3 separate regions of the Mus musculus genome follow, and all the other regions are linked to region 1. A link is a contact called in public HiChIP or PLAC-seq data. All regions are on one chromosome and are shown on one strand. The core of a region is the stretch at or near the end of the contact, and the rest is flanking DNA. Distances in the headings are between cores, read along the strand shown.

Region 1 (4,655 bases), core at 1,377-3,876:
TTAGGAGGTATGGTCTTACTGGAGGAGGTGTGGCCTTGCTGGAGGAAGTGTGTCACTGTGGAGGCAGGGCTTTGAGATCTTAGATGCTCAAGCTACCCCCGGTGTGAAACACATCCAGTCTCCTCCTTGCTGTCTGTAGATCAAGATGTAGAACTCTCAACTCCTTCTCCAGCAGCCATGCTTTCTGCCATGATGAAAATGGACTAAGCCTCTGAAACTGTAAGCCAGCCCCAATTAAATGTTTTCCTTTATAAGAGTTGCCTTCATCATGGTGTCTCTTTTCAGCAAAAGCATAACTAAGACACTAGGCATCTTCTACTTGTTGGGAGTGGAGGGCAGAGAATAACCATGAGAAGATGGTAACAGAGGGACCTCATGGTTTAGAATGGGACAGTGATGTGGCCTTGAACTAACCAGTCCAAGACAGACCCAGACAAGAGGTCACGGTAGCCTGGACCCTGTTAATTTTGTGTTTCTTGCTTACACACAATACAGTTGAGGATTTATTTCACAAATAGAAAGAAGTCATTTTTCATGTTTGACTTCCAGAGTGTTGAGTGAAACCTTGGGCAGAGAACACACATGGAAAAAGATGCTGATTTGTTTTTTTGTTTGTTTTTTATGGTGCTGAGGTCTGAACCCATTTTTGGAGAGCAATCCACACAGAGCTGTGTACCCAGCCTTTGTTTCTCTGTTTTGGAAACAAGGTCACTTTAAATTGCCCAGGTTATTCTTGAACTCAGTCTGTGGCCCAGGCTAGACTTGAACCTATGATCTTCCTGCCTCAGCCTCCTAAGTTCTAGGCTTAAGGGTCTGCACCACTAGAACCAGGTAACTTTTTTATACAGAGAAAAATATATTGCCAGCAAATCTTACAGTATTATGATTCAGTATTCAAGACACCTTGAGTGTTACCTAAATACAGACTTTCCCCCCATGTGCTAACGAAATTAGTCTTATGGAAACAAATGAAGTTAGTAGCAGCAGTAACACAAACTTCAGAGAGGTTGACTAAACTGTCCAAAGCAGCACAGCTAGTAAGTGGCAGAGCTGAGGGTTGAACTGATGCTGGCTGGAGCAGAGTCCTGACTGTGGGATCCTCATCTCTGAAGCCAGAGTGGAATTCAAGCTGCTGAACTCCAAGGCCTTTGTACTCAGTTCCAAGTATTCCTTGGGCCCTAAAACATGATGCTTAGGCTGTAAATCTTCAAGTGTCTTCCCTTGTGCCAGACAGTTTAATGTCAACTTGATTCAAGCTGAAGTCATCTCAGAGCAGGGAGCCTCAATTGAGAAAATTCCTCCATAAGAGTGAGCTGTGGGCAATGTCAGCATTTTCTTAATCGATGATTGATATGGGAGGGTTCAGTCTATTGTGGGTGGTGCCATCCCTGGGCTGGTGATCCTGGGCAAAAGCAGTCTAAGCAAGCCATGAGGAGCAAGCCAATAAGCAGCACCCCTCCATGGCTTCTGCATCAGCTCCTGCTTCCAGGTTCCTGCCCTGTTTTAGTTCCTGTCCTGACTTCAATAATCAACAGCAATAAGGAAGTGTAAGCCAAATTAACCCTTTCCTATCCAGCTTGCTTTTTGGCCATGGTGTTTCTTCTCAGCAATAAAAACCCTACCTAAGATAGTTCTCATTTGCTGAAGATGGATATCCATCCTTCCATAGGCACTGTGGAGTCTCCTAGCAGAAGAAACAAGACACAGCAGCTGGCTTAGAACATGGCACTGCTGGGCTATGGCAAGTCCCCTAAGAGAGTGAGTTGCCTACCCAGACAGCCTTGTTTAGCCTCTAGTATCTCTTACATTACCACTGGGAAGTGGAGGAAGATGAAGCCACAGTGTGTGTCATGTTCTGATACTCAGCACAGTAGAGGACAATGAGAATCCCAAGCCATAGGGTGAACATGAGTCCAAAATACCCCAGCTGTAATTGAGAGAGCCACTAAGATAAAAAGTCTGTCTGTCTGTCTGCCTGTCTGTTTGTCTGTCTCCTGGCTGCCTCTCCCTTTCTCTCTCTCCCTTGCTGCCCCTCCCTGTTTTTTTTCTCCTCTTACACACTCAGAACAAAAGATCACCCATGGGTCTTTGCAAAGTTCTCAGTATTCGGTGGCAAAAGCTTTGCACATTCAAACGTTTTGAGCCTTTGTTTCCTTGTGGACATTGGTGTCCATGGGGCTGGTGGAAGGTCTGGAGCAAAGTGACTCTGGTGCCCAGGGCTCTGAGGGGGTATCTCGGTTGCTTATGAGTAAAACACTTTATATAAATTTTGAGGAAAATATTTAGGCTCTATTTTTCTTCCACGGGATGTAGAAATTTCTTTTAGCTTGCCTGAACTCTCCCTGCTAGATTTAATGGGAGAAAATGACTTCTAGATTCAAAGATAGACAGATCCTCACTCTGCACTTCCTGAGACGGCCATGCCAACCAGCCCGCTCTCTAAGGATGCATCCCTCCCACAGTTCTGAGAGAGACTTCCGTTGCTCCCTTTCTTTCTCTGCGCTGCTGTGAGGGCTAGGGCAGATTTTGGTTCACATGAAAGTGCACAGTGTTAACTAGGTGACATATGGGTGGGGGGACACTCCTGCTTGTCCACTGCAGTCAGGGGGGCCGTTTCCATAGAGATAAGAAGCAGAAGTGCTCATGCAGCCTAATTGGTATGCATCCCAGGTTTGGGTTCATTGTGCCTGTGCTAATGACAGGGTTGTCTCAATAATAAGGATGGTGCACACTGGAAAAATTCGCTGCCTTCGTATATTTTTCCCTGGCAGAGAACTACTTAGAGACCGTAGTCAGAAAGAAGAGTGACTGGCAGGCTTAAGGGGCTGCTTAGCAGCATATGGGGAAGGCTGGTGCTCCGTGCCACGTGCATATGCTGCCATTAAACTCCAGCTTGGCGCTTTGTGTGCTCCTGGTCGCATGCCAGGAAGCCCACCTGCTGCAAGAATACTTATAAAGCCCAACTCAAAAGTGATTGAAAAGCTCCTAGAATAAACTGTAATAACACAGTAACACAGTGCCTCACAGATGGGGCATAATTGCGAGCTAAAGTGTACAGCCTCTGTGGTAATGAAAACACGAGCCATTAAATTAAAATCACAAGGGAAAAAACGATAAAAGTCTGTTGATTTTTTTTTTTTTAGTTTTATTGCAAAAACTTCAATTTTCCTGCCCTCATTAATCAAATACCATAAAACTATAGTGTCATTTTGTTCTGGGGGGAGATGCAGGCAATTAAAATGATGAGTGTTGATTAAAATGATGTAACTTTGGTTGTTTGCTTGCACGGATAAGTTAGACACTCTGTAACTGGAGCCTGGGGCTTCTGACACACATCCGTCCGCTGGCAGACACAAGCGCCTCTGGAATCTTCCAGAGACAGGGGCCATGCCAGAGGAAGAGCTTGGCTCTATTTTCAATATCAATACATTTAAGAAGTAAATTCTTTCTTCCTCATCGGCACACTCTTTTTCTGAAACATTAGTGATTCTCCTTTTTCTTTTTTTTTTTATAACTGAGAGACTTGCTAAGCTACGTAAGTAAACACAGGAACTCCCAAAGCCTCATCAATGCCATTGTAATTAGCCGTGGGCCAGGCTTGGAGCTGCAGGCTGGCACCCGGGCAGGCTGAATGGGCTCGGCAGGGCTCCGAGACGTCGCCCCTCAGCCGCCAGCAGCTCCTGAGCATCATTGTTCTCTTGCTGTCTGTGGGTGGGCCCTGGAGGAGAAAGAAACATTTGTCAATGCTGCACCCAAGTAAACAGCCTTGAAAAGACTTTCTTCCTTTCTGATTGTGTGTTTCTTCTGTGCTCTTCAGGGCAAAGTGGGGAGATTCCCACCCATTTAAAGACGGAAAGAGCCTGGGGCAGAGTGCCTGACCTAAGGGTACAGATAGAGACAGGTGTCAGCTTCTTGTCCCCCAGGACAGAATCTGACAGCTGCTGCACCATTCCCATACCTTCACCTTCTAGGCAAAGGACACCTGGGCTGTTTCTCTGAGCACATCTCTTGCTATGAGGAGGGTCTTGGCAGTCGCTAGAGGTGCTAAGGAAACATTTACCACAGTGCCTGCCCCTCCTCAGGCTGCTTGGCTGCCGGGTCCCCAACAGAGCCACATCCTGCAGCTGTGGGGATACTGTGGACAACAGTGTGGGGGAGTGGGTTGAAAAATCATAACCAGAAACACTACTGACATTGTCAGAGCAGACCTGAGGCAGGCTGACAATGCCCGGGCTTCAGATGACAGACAGATGAAAGAGGGCAGGAAGAATCCAGGCAGCACTGACTCAAGCCTTTCTCAGGGACAGGGATAGGCTGTGGCACCATTTTTTTTTTTTTTTTAAGAATGAGTCATTCTGAGTGGGCAGATGGGCCTATACTAGGTCGTGCAGCTATGGTGGCCCAGAGGCAAGGGAGTAGCTAGGCTCAGGTACTGACTGATCTATAGGAGGCTGTCTGCTTGCAGGTCCCAAGTCAATCAGTTTGAATCAGCTCAGTTTACCACATTATAAGCTGCCCTTCCTGTGAAGGACCATGTAGGGCCTTCTGTCTTGTGACCACCTCAGCACTAATACTGTATCCTCTTTCACCAGTGATGGTTGTGTGGCTGATCTGGAGAGACCTCCATTGTTTACCTGGCCTGGGGCAGTGGTACC
Region 2 (4,664 bases), core at 1,716-4,215, 270 kb after region 1:
CATGTTTTATGAGTTCAAAATACAATTAGCAATCTGTTGGAGGAGAAATTATCTGCAGGGCCCAAGAGTAAGGAAATCCCACCAAGCGGAGTGCAGCGTTTCCGTGACTTTATTCGGTGGGGAAAGAGAAATCTTAAACTCCATAGATTATTTTGTAGAGTTCAAGTTGACACAGAAGGGAAGTAATTACAAAATGCTTCCTAATGGTTTAGCGTTTTAACTGCCATGGCCCTGGCTTATTTTTTTTTGCATTTCTTTCCTGTGGTTCTGCCTTTTGCATACTGTAGCAGTTTTGAGGCAGCTGGGTCTCAGAAGGAGGATGGGTTGTGCTCAGTGGTGGGACAAGGCCAAGGATAGGGACAACAGCCACCGCCAAGACAGCGTGCCTTTGATTTCTCTGTAATTGGAATTGTAAGTGAAATTATCTTCCTGTGCTTCAAGGAAGCAATCCTGACCCAGACCTCACCACCACAGAGTCTCTCACCCAGGTCTTATCCCATCCCCTCCCGATTCCTCTCTGGGAAAATCCAACATAATTCTACCGATTTTCTTACACACACACACACACACACACACACACACACTCTCTCCTGTGTGAACCGGGATGCAGATTGCCAGGGAATGTAAACACAGAATGCTGTGTTTATCATTCCTGACCAGATCTTGAGGTTGTTTGATGCTTTAAATATTTTTAATTATATTTTTTCTAGGTGTTTATTGGTATATTGCAGGTCCCCCCCCCCTGGAATTTAAAGTTCCCTGTAAAACTTTGTCTTCAAGTAATCTGACAGCATTAAATATTGCATTTAAAAGTTATACTGTAGCAAATATGTTTTAAAATTAATCATGACATTAGAATGAAATTCTATTTTTGAAGGAAATTTTCTTTAAGTCCAGATGGGGAATGATACTATTTTCAGCATCCTTTCCCCTGATTTTTTCCCAATTTCTTTTCTTGGAATGAATATGGACTAGCCATTCAAAAGTGGACTTAATCTAGCAATTCAGTAAGACCAGAGCTCAACCTACATTGGAGAATATCTTTCAGTATAAATGCTAATATTACAAGTGACACGTGTGATTTTTTTTAAAGTCATTTAATGATTTTGCTTAAACCCCTCATTCCTTAAAGTGATTGCAAGAGATTCAAGAATGACGCCCACTGCTTTCTGATGAGGTAATAAAAGAACACCCCTCCCTTTTTCCTTTCTTTGTTTTTCTTTTAGGGTTTTGCTTTGTTGTTTCTAGAGCTGCTTAGCCTACCGCTTAGGAGTCCAGGAGGGAGGCCACACTCTGTGGCAGTCTAGGAAGAAATGCCCCAATAGCCTCAGGGAAATTCTAGAGAGTGTTTAGAGTCCAACCCACTTCCCCCTTAAAACGCCAAGACCTTTGCAGACTGGCCCCCAACACCACCCTGCTCTTTATTTAGGGAGAATCAAAGGTGGCCACACTCACCTCTGTTTTGCCTGGGCTTCTGGAGTTCCTGGTGTGCCTTGGCTGGGGGCAACTAAACCAGGGCTCAGTGCATAGGAGTTATGGCCACTTTAAGTGAAGCACCCCACATAAAGTTAGTCATCTTGTTAGTATCAGACAGCTCAGCCCCCACCCCCACCCCAAGACTTTCAGAGGTTTGTGCTCCCTACTTGAGCTCTACCCAGTGAACAAGAACTCTTTGTGCCAGGCTTTCAAGCCACCTTCCTTTGGGTTCTACTGATGTGAAAGACAAGGAGAAATTCTCTAATGACTTAATTTGAAAACAATACAGAGGGGGGGGGGCTTCTCTCAAGATCGAGGCCAGATCCAGACAGACAAACTTTCTCCATTTTAAATAAATGGAGAGAATTTTCTCCTAGGTCTTACTTAGAGCCCAACTCAAGGGTAGTTTCAGTACCTTACCGAGCCATGCACATTTTTATTCAAGTGAGGGTTTTTTGTTGTTGTTGTTTTTGTTTTTTTTTTTTATGGCTATGATTACCAGATAACTCACTTCCAAAGTTCGGGCGGTGTTTCCTTCTATTAGTGCGATCTTGTTTAAAACTCTGTGTGGAGAATGGGGCAGGATCTTTGCGAAGCGTGGATAAAGTTTGCATAACTTCGTGTAGGGCGCCTGGGTGGCTTCTAACCCACGGGTAAACTGAGCGGGATGGTTTGCCTGGTGGTCGCCCCCCCTCCGCCCCCTTGCCCCTCTCCCTCCCTCTCTCCTATTCCCCTTTCTTTGCTCACTTAAAAAAAAAAAACTCACTGGCCCCTTTTTATTGTTGCCACTGAGACTTTGACACCCTCCCTCAAACGCACTAGTAGGCAGATGAAACGAATTAATTTTTTTAAAGGAGTTGCGGGCGCAGCGCGCCTGATCTGCAGATGTGTCGGGATGTGACTGATAGGTCTATTAAAATCATGCGTGTGGGAGAAGAATAACACTCATATTCACGCATTTCATTTTCCCCGACAAAGACTGGGCACTGCCGAGCTCTGTCTCCGGAAAATTCCAGTTTATTCCAGAAGCCCTCCCCAGCACTCATGTTCTGGGGACGCAGGAAAGCAAGCTCTGTCCAGCCCGGGTTCAGCACTGCTGGCTCGGGGCCCCTGAGCTCTTGTGGTCACGCCCTCTCCCCAACCCAGCTTCCGCAGCGGGTGTCCGGGAGCCCCGCGGTGGAATCTAACCGTAGGTTAGAGTCCTGGGAAAGTTCAGGAGGAGAGCAGACTTGGCCTTGGCGCAGCACTTGGCGGGATTGAGAGGGCGGACGGATAAGGAAGAGAGAGGCGCAGCGCGGGCCCCCGGGGCGAGAATGCCAGAGTCCCTCTGTGCGGGGTGGCGGGTGGCGGGTGGACTGGTCCAGGCTCCTGCAGCGCAGCTCAAGCCTGCCTCCCCAGCTCGAAGCTGGGAAGCCTCACCACCCCTCCTTCTCTTCTCAGCCCTCCTCTTCCCCCCTCCCGCCCGGCCCTTCCTCTCCAGCTGTGCCTGGCAGGACCCAGCTTCACCCGCCCCCAGAACCAGCGGGGCAGTGCGGCGGCGGACAGCATCCTCCGTCCCAGGCATTGAGGCCAGGACCTCTGGGGGAGCGGGCCGGCCTCCAGTGGATCTTCCACGCTGCCTCCTGAGTTCCAAGTCACCCGTGCTTCTGTGGTTCTGCTGTCCGCTGAGACCCGCACCTTGCTCTGCTCTCATGTCCCTCTCACCACTTTCCTGTCCACCAAGTCTTCTCATCCCTGCCCTTCCCCTAGCCTCCGGTCTGCAGCCTCTGCTCTTGCTTGGCTTTTCCACCACGCGCTGCCAAGCCCTCCCTTTGTCTTGGTATTCGGTCCGCTTCCCGCCTCCTCAGCCCCTCTCTTCCCCAGCCGCCCCATCGTAGGCACAGGTTCAGGGCGATCGGTGCTTTCTTCCAGCTTGTCTGTCCTTGCGGGGGTGGCAAGTAAGGGCTTGGCGTCCACCGTACTCATGCCCACGCTTGCCCGAAGGCCGTTGGGGAATTAAGAAAAGAGCGGTGTGTGTTAAAGACTGCAGGGTTATGGCGGAGAAAGTCCTGACCTGGGGTCAGCCTCAAGCCAAACCCTTTTACAATCAGTCGGGAAACCAAGCAGGTCCCAGGCGGGACCGCAACAAGTGGGCGCAGAGAGGGGGAGGGGAAGCAGGGTTTCCAGGCAAGCAAAGACAAGGAAAAGACAGAGTGGCAAGCAGCTCCAGGCAGAACTGGGTTCTGGGCAACAGCGGACACAGGCTGCGTCTAGGCCTGGACAGTGACTAGCTACCTTCAAAGGTTTCGTTCTCAGGGAACCGTCTGCACTGGCTAAGTCTAGGGTGCCTCCTGGGTACTATTCCTTGGGATTCGAGTCTAAAGAGAAAGCTGCACGGGCCTCTACCCAAGAGGTCCCGTTTATTTGAGTAGCAATACATAAATAAATAAAAATAAGGGCAAGTTCTTGGAAGCTGGACTCAGTGGTCCTCTCGTAACCCCTGCATTATTTTAGACTCAGTACAGCCATCCGTGTCTTTGCAAGCTGTAGATGAGATGGTATTGAAAGGACAGTGTCTTTGCAAGCTATAGATGAGATGGTATTGAACGGAAGGCATTACTAAGACAGTTTAGTCGCCAGACTTGGTTGAGTGAAATACTAAAGGGCAAAATTTACTATTTATTCACGTTGATGGAGACCAGGAACGTGGAGGGAGGCCTGAGGACAGGGAAATAGGTTTGTCCTCCTTAGCGCCCCATTGGGAATTCCTACTGAGATGATATCGGTTAACTGATAATGTTTGACAAATGTGGAAAATATAAAAGCCCAAGGAAGTAATATACACGCACAGACAAAGAGCCTATGTTTGGGTAGGACAAATAAAAAACACAAAATTGCCAAATCTTCTAAATTCTCACCTGCACATGAACAGACTCCACCAGCAGGGACAGGACAGAGCCAGTTTTCAGCGTTTCTTTGTTTTTGTTTTAAATAACAAACTCGCACATCCCTGCACAGTGGGCGCACCCTGTGGACTCACACACTTAGGTAGAAAGTAGGCTGTGAGTTCGAAGTTCAAAGTGGAAGAGCAGAATGCTGCAGAAGCAAATGCTAAGTGACCTTCTGGGGAAATTTGCCTGTGTCAGAGACGGTGGCCTTAGAGTCTTCCTGAATGCCCTGCGGATTTCTCGTGAGGATTTAATTGCCCT
Region 3 (4,297 bases), core at 316-2,815, 300 kb after region 1:
GGGACACTCCCTCCACCTCTGTAAGTTCAGTTCCCTCCTTGCTCAGACAGGCTGTCTCTCACACCCTCTCAAGTGCTCTAGCCCCCTCTGCACATTAAGGTGTATAAATAGGAAAATTCCTGCCCACTCTGCACCGTAAGGATTGCAACCAAGAGCACTGTAATAGGGCTGCTACAGGAGGAGCTTGATTCTTGTTCCTCCCTGCCTGTTAATGTTATTCTCCCCAGGGCTTTATAATAAGTTAGGTATTTAAAGAGGCCCATTAAGCCTTTCGATCTACCAGGGGACTATTTATAGCACAGAGCCACAGTCAGACATCATGAGTACCCCCCACGGAAGCAAGGTACGGCAGCAAGAACCCCACAGGACTGAGCTTCTCTTGGCTAGAGGGCATACATGGACATCTGGATCAAACAAGAGCCGAGTAGCTGTGCTCCCAGAAAAGACTTCCTGTTCAGGGTGGAAGGAATTCATTAGCTATGAAAATCCAGAGCCATTGTGAGGCAAGTTTTTAATGTGTCCATCACAATATGGCCTCTGCTTTCTATTCTCTGGGAGGTTCTTACGGGGCTTTGCTAAGTTAAGGGTCTCCTGAGTGATACAGAGAAAGGGTTCTAGTTTTCCTTTCTGAAACTTGAGTTCAGATCAGCATCCACAAAGTAGACACTGGCGGTGCCTCTGTCTACAGGGACACTGCACGCACTGTTTCTAGAACCTACTGTGGCTTCCCAAGGAGGAGCCCTCCCTTGACGAGCAGCCATCCAGAATCCAGGTATACCTGGACCTTGAAAAGGATGGTTTTGCCTTTTGCAGGCTGTCTGGTCTTTTGTTGACTGGTAAGGATTTTGTTTTGCAGAGAGGAGCCTTCACTAACCTTGAGTGGGAGAGAATCAGCCAGGGCCTCTGCGGCACATGGAAATACTTGTCTTAAGTAGTTGGCTCTTAGAAATCACAGCCCAGATGCCTGAAGCAGAAGGAGAAGCACCTGTAGTGGCTGTCACCCTGCAGGCACCTCTGTTACTGGAGTCACCAAGAAACGGTATTACGGGAGTCTTGGAAGTGAGAGTGCTCCTCTAAGGAGAGACCCAGGAACCTGTTGCTAAGGGGCCAGCATGCAGGGTCCCTGCTGGGCCTGCATAGAAGGAGCCCGGTGCTTAGTGGTTCCTTCCTGAAGCCTAGGCTAAGGATTCTATATGGCTTCATCCTCCGCTCTACTCAAGCAAAGACAAGCTTCAACTGCTGGGCCTAAGGCACATGGAGCTCAACTCAACAACTGGGAATGGAGGACCCCTCCAGAGACCCAGAAGACCCCCGCCCGGGGGGGGGGTGACATCAGTTGGGGAGCTATTAATAACTGCCCTCCCCTCCCTGTCATATTTCCTGAACTGGTGAGCTTTGTGGAGGGGTGGAGTAGGAGGGAGCCGCTTGCCATTAATCTGGGAACAAACAGCTAACCCCGGTGACTGGTATTTTTCCTTTTCTTTTCTCACTTTTCTCAGTGTGGGGAAGGCGATTGTGAGGCGCTCTGCTGGAATTTGGCAGCGCGGAGGCTTGGAGAGCAGCCCCATGCTGGCTCCTATTCAGCCGGCCAGTTTTCCTCGAGCTTTGGAAGTTTCACTCAGCCGTGCACTCAATGGCTTCACAAAGCTGATTACAAGCTTCAGCGCATTCCTGAAGGAGCCAAAAGCGACGCAGGTGCAAACGAGCCGAGGGAGCCCCTTATCCCGGTGACAGAATGGGACAAGCTGGGAAAGGCTTGGACCACACAAATCCAAGGCTCACCAGGCAGCAGAGAGCCTGCCTTGGGAACCGGGGGTCATTATCCGCCCTATTCAGCGGGACCGGGGACCCTGGGGCCAAGGAGGCCGGCCGGGCGCAAGCGCCACCGCCAGTACGCGCCTGCAGCAGTGGGGACCCCGCTGGGCGTTGCAACCCGTCGGGATGTTGGGCGCTGCGTTTGTTCCCACCGACAGCGGTCAGCGAAATCCATCCTGCGGGTGAAAGCCGGTGTCCAGGCTAACCGGGATACAGGAGAAGGAGGGTAGCGAAGATGCTCAGTGCGTGGACAGTGCGTAACTTTGGTAATCGAGGCCGCACTGACGTGGTCCTGCCTCAGGCCACTCTCAGCCCCATCCTATCCCTGCTCGGGCCCGGTCCCCCTCAGCTTGTCTTCATTTTTCGTCTCTATGAGTCATACTGAGAGCGACCTTCAGAAAGTGCGGTGGGTGGCGGTGGGTGGGTGGGTGGGGGGTTCAGGGGCGGGGAATACTGGCTGGTAGCCCCGCAGGATCAGATCACCAGGTTGTCCAGTGCACCCTGCGGGGCAGTGGCGAGCCTGGAGAGCCGCCTCTGCCTGGGAGAATTAACGACGTCACAGCCAGAGACGAAAGAACTACAGGTCGCGGGGACAGGCTGGCTCCCAGGGTAGAGCTTGCAAAAGGGACGAGCGTGGGACAGACTGAGGTGGGACTGTTGTAGTTCAGGGGCCGGCCGATCCGGCTCCGTAGGCTGCCCCTATGTCCCTCCCTCGCCCCATCCAGGCCAGCACAGCACGAGTAACGCCAGCCTAGAGCCCTCCCGCCGCGTCCTCCCACTCCCGGCCCCACGTCTCGAAGCCACAGCCCAGCCCCACGCTTTGCCCGGCTGCACCCCGAGGTGCCCGCGTGCAGGGCGCGGGCCGGCAGGGCGCGCTTGCCGACGCTCTTTTGTCTGATAACTAATTTGAGTTAATGCGATCTTTATGTAAAGCTAACAGCGGATAATTGTCTATTTTCTCGCCAACAGTCTCCATCACAGTCACTTATCTGGAAACCTGCGGCTGGATTAATCGCTATATTCCCAAGATGAGCGGTGCTGCAATCCGCAGTGAACACGGGTGGGAACACGGAAGCTTCCCCTAGGTTCTTGCGGGGGCCAGCAGCTGGCCAGCTCCCTGCAGTGGATGCTGCACAGTAGCTAGCACCTGTTTGGGCTCGGGTTGGGGGTCTACGAGCACTTAGGCGCACAGAAGATGTGGAAGAGAGGAAGGAAACAGGCCTGTGGGGACTCCGGCCTGAGAGAGGTTGATTAGCTCCCAGTAAAGGCACAGAACTGCCTATATAAAGAGCTTTTTAACCTGAAAATGATGCTGCTGAGTCTTCAGACCGTGGTCTATTCAGATGCAGAAAAATGTTCCCTCCCATCTTGATCTCCCAGCCTCACCCCTACCACACCCACAGCTACTCCTTAGGCCCCTCCCCTGGAATTTTCTCCTTCGGGATCCTGGTCCTACAAGGGTTAGTAATATTTACTTAGGAACTGTGGGCGTGGAAATAAATCCTAGTTGTTCAGCCCCTTGCCCTACCTGTTCCAGTTAAAGACGGTGGGTTGTACCCAGGCAGTGGTGGCGCACGCCTTTAGTCCCAGCACTTGGGAGGCAGAGGCAGGCGGATTTCTGAGTTTGAGGCCAGCCTGGTCTACAGAGTGAGTTCCAGGACAGCCAGGGCTGTACAGAGAAACCCTGTCTCAAAAAACCTAAAATATAAAATAAAATAAAATAAGATGGTGGAGTGTGTGGTGCCAAAGCTCTAGGGAGAATACTTGTCTACAAAAACTTTCTCTGCTGAGGTCAAAGCATCAGCTTCGAGGGAACTACCACTTGGTGTGTGAGGTCTCTGCGCCTGGGCAACGGTGTCTCTGTAGGTGTGAAAGCTGGGCATCAGCTTGTGACAGCTTTAGGCCACAGAAGCCGAAACTGTGCGCCTCCATTTTGTCAGCATATTAAACATCCAAGAGTGACCACCCATTGGTCCATCACATTATTAGATTGTTAGATTAGGTGGTACCCCAGGATGCTTCTGCAACAGCCTCTGTAAGCTCCTCTTAAAAGTCTCCTGGTTCCTCCTCTCCAGCAGCGAAAGCAAACATGTGAATCTCTGCAAAGCAAGCCGAGCTAAGGTTCCCAGGACAGTCATCCTCATGCCCTCTGGAGGCCTTCCGGCTTCAGCTCTCACCTGAGTCCTGTCACCTCTGATATGTGGACAATGCTGAGCTGGACAGCCCCTGGTCAACCAGGCAGAACAGTCTATGCAAATGCCGGAGGGCAACCCTGGGAACAGTGCACCCATTGTCCGGGGCCTTTCAAAGCTGGGAGCAGCTGCTCAGACTGGCCGCCCTGGACCCTTGGCTGCCAGAGTAATGTCATCATTGCAAGATGTAGACTCTGAAAATTATACGACCCGAATTCATGAGCAGCCTTGTCTTGAGTGTTTCTGTCTGTGACACATTTCAATGTCCAGAGCTGCTTCTGTTGTTGGGG

The links. HiChIP or PLAC-seq counts read pairs in DNA pulled down with a chosen protein or histone mark.
Region 2: a contact with region 1 is called in an H3K4me3 HiChIP or PLAC-seq map of embryonic forebrain, with 6 times the contacts expected there. The contact joins two enhancer-like sites. A contact is called at or near these places in 2 of 484 Hi-C or Micro-C datasets (ganglionic eminence and stem cell-derived neural progenitor cells) and 11 of 115 datasets of contacts at active chromatin or transcription factors (craniofacial prominence, embryonic basal ganglia, embryonic forebrain and 7 more).
Region 3: an H3K4me3 HiChIP or PLAC-seq map of embryonic basal ganglia shows a contact between it and region 1, with 3 times the contacts expected there. The contact joins two enhancer-like sites. A contact is called at or near these places in 2 of 115 datasets of contacts at active chromatin or transcription factors (embryonic basal ganglia and embryonic forebrain).

What each region holds. Positions count from the first base shown.
Region 1 is chr8:12,123,940-12,128,594 of GRCm38.p6, forward strand. No RefSeq gene overlaps it. Among named protein-coding and RNA genes, the nearest start is that of Gm33029, 110 kb to the right of the region's middle. Within about 2 kb of position 2,627, at least 52 of the 459 cell types and tissues checked have an H3K27ac peak or open chromatin away from gene starts, as enhancers often do. A contact at or near this core is called in embryonic basal ganglia, embryonic forebrain, forebrain and 2 more, where this site is marked.
Region 2 is chr8:12,398,351-12,403,014 of GRCm38.p6, forward strand. The region is part of intron 1 of Sox1ot (Sox1 overlapping transcript); the gene reads left to right. It overlaps Sox1 (SRY (sex determining region Y)-box 1), which reads left to right. Exons shown (of 1, transcript NM_009233.3): 1 at 1-1,205. Among named protein-coding and RNA genes, the nearest start is that of Sox1, 5.2 kb to the left of the region's middle. Within about 2 kb of position 2,966, at least 67 of the 459 cell types and tissues checked have an H3K27ac peak or open chromatin away from gene starts, as enhancers often do. A contact at or near this core is called in embryonic basal ganglia, embryonic forebrain, forebrain and 2 more, where this site is marked.
Region 3 is chr8:12,428,651-12,432,947 of GRCm38.p6, forward strand. Sox1ot (Sox1 overlapping transcript) reads left to right here. Exons shown (of 8, transcript NR_027975.2): 5 at 857-1,388; 6 at 1,500-2,081; 7 at 2,785-3,773. Among named protein-coding and RNA genes, the nearest start is that of Sox1, 35 kb to the left of the region's middle. Within about 2 kb of position 1,566, at least 69 of the 459 cell types and tissues checked have an H3K27ac peak or open chromatin away from gene starts, as enhancers often do. A contact at or near this core is called in embryonic basal ganglia and embryonic forebrain, where this site is marked.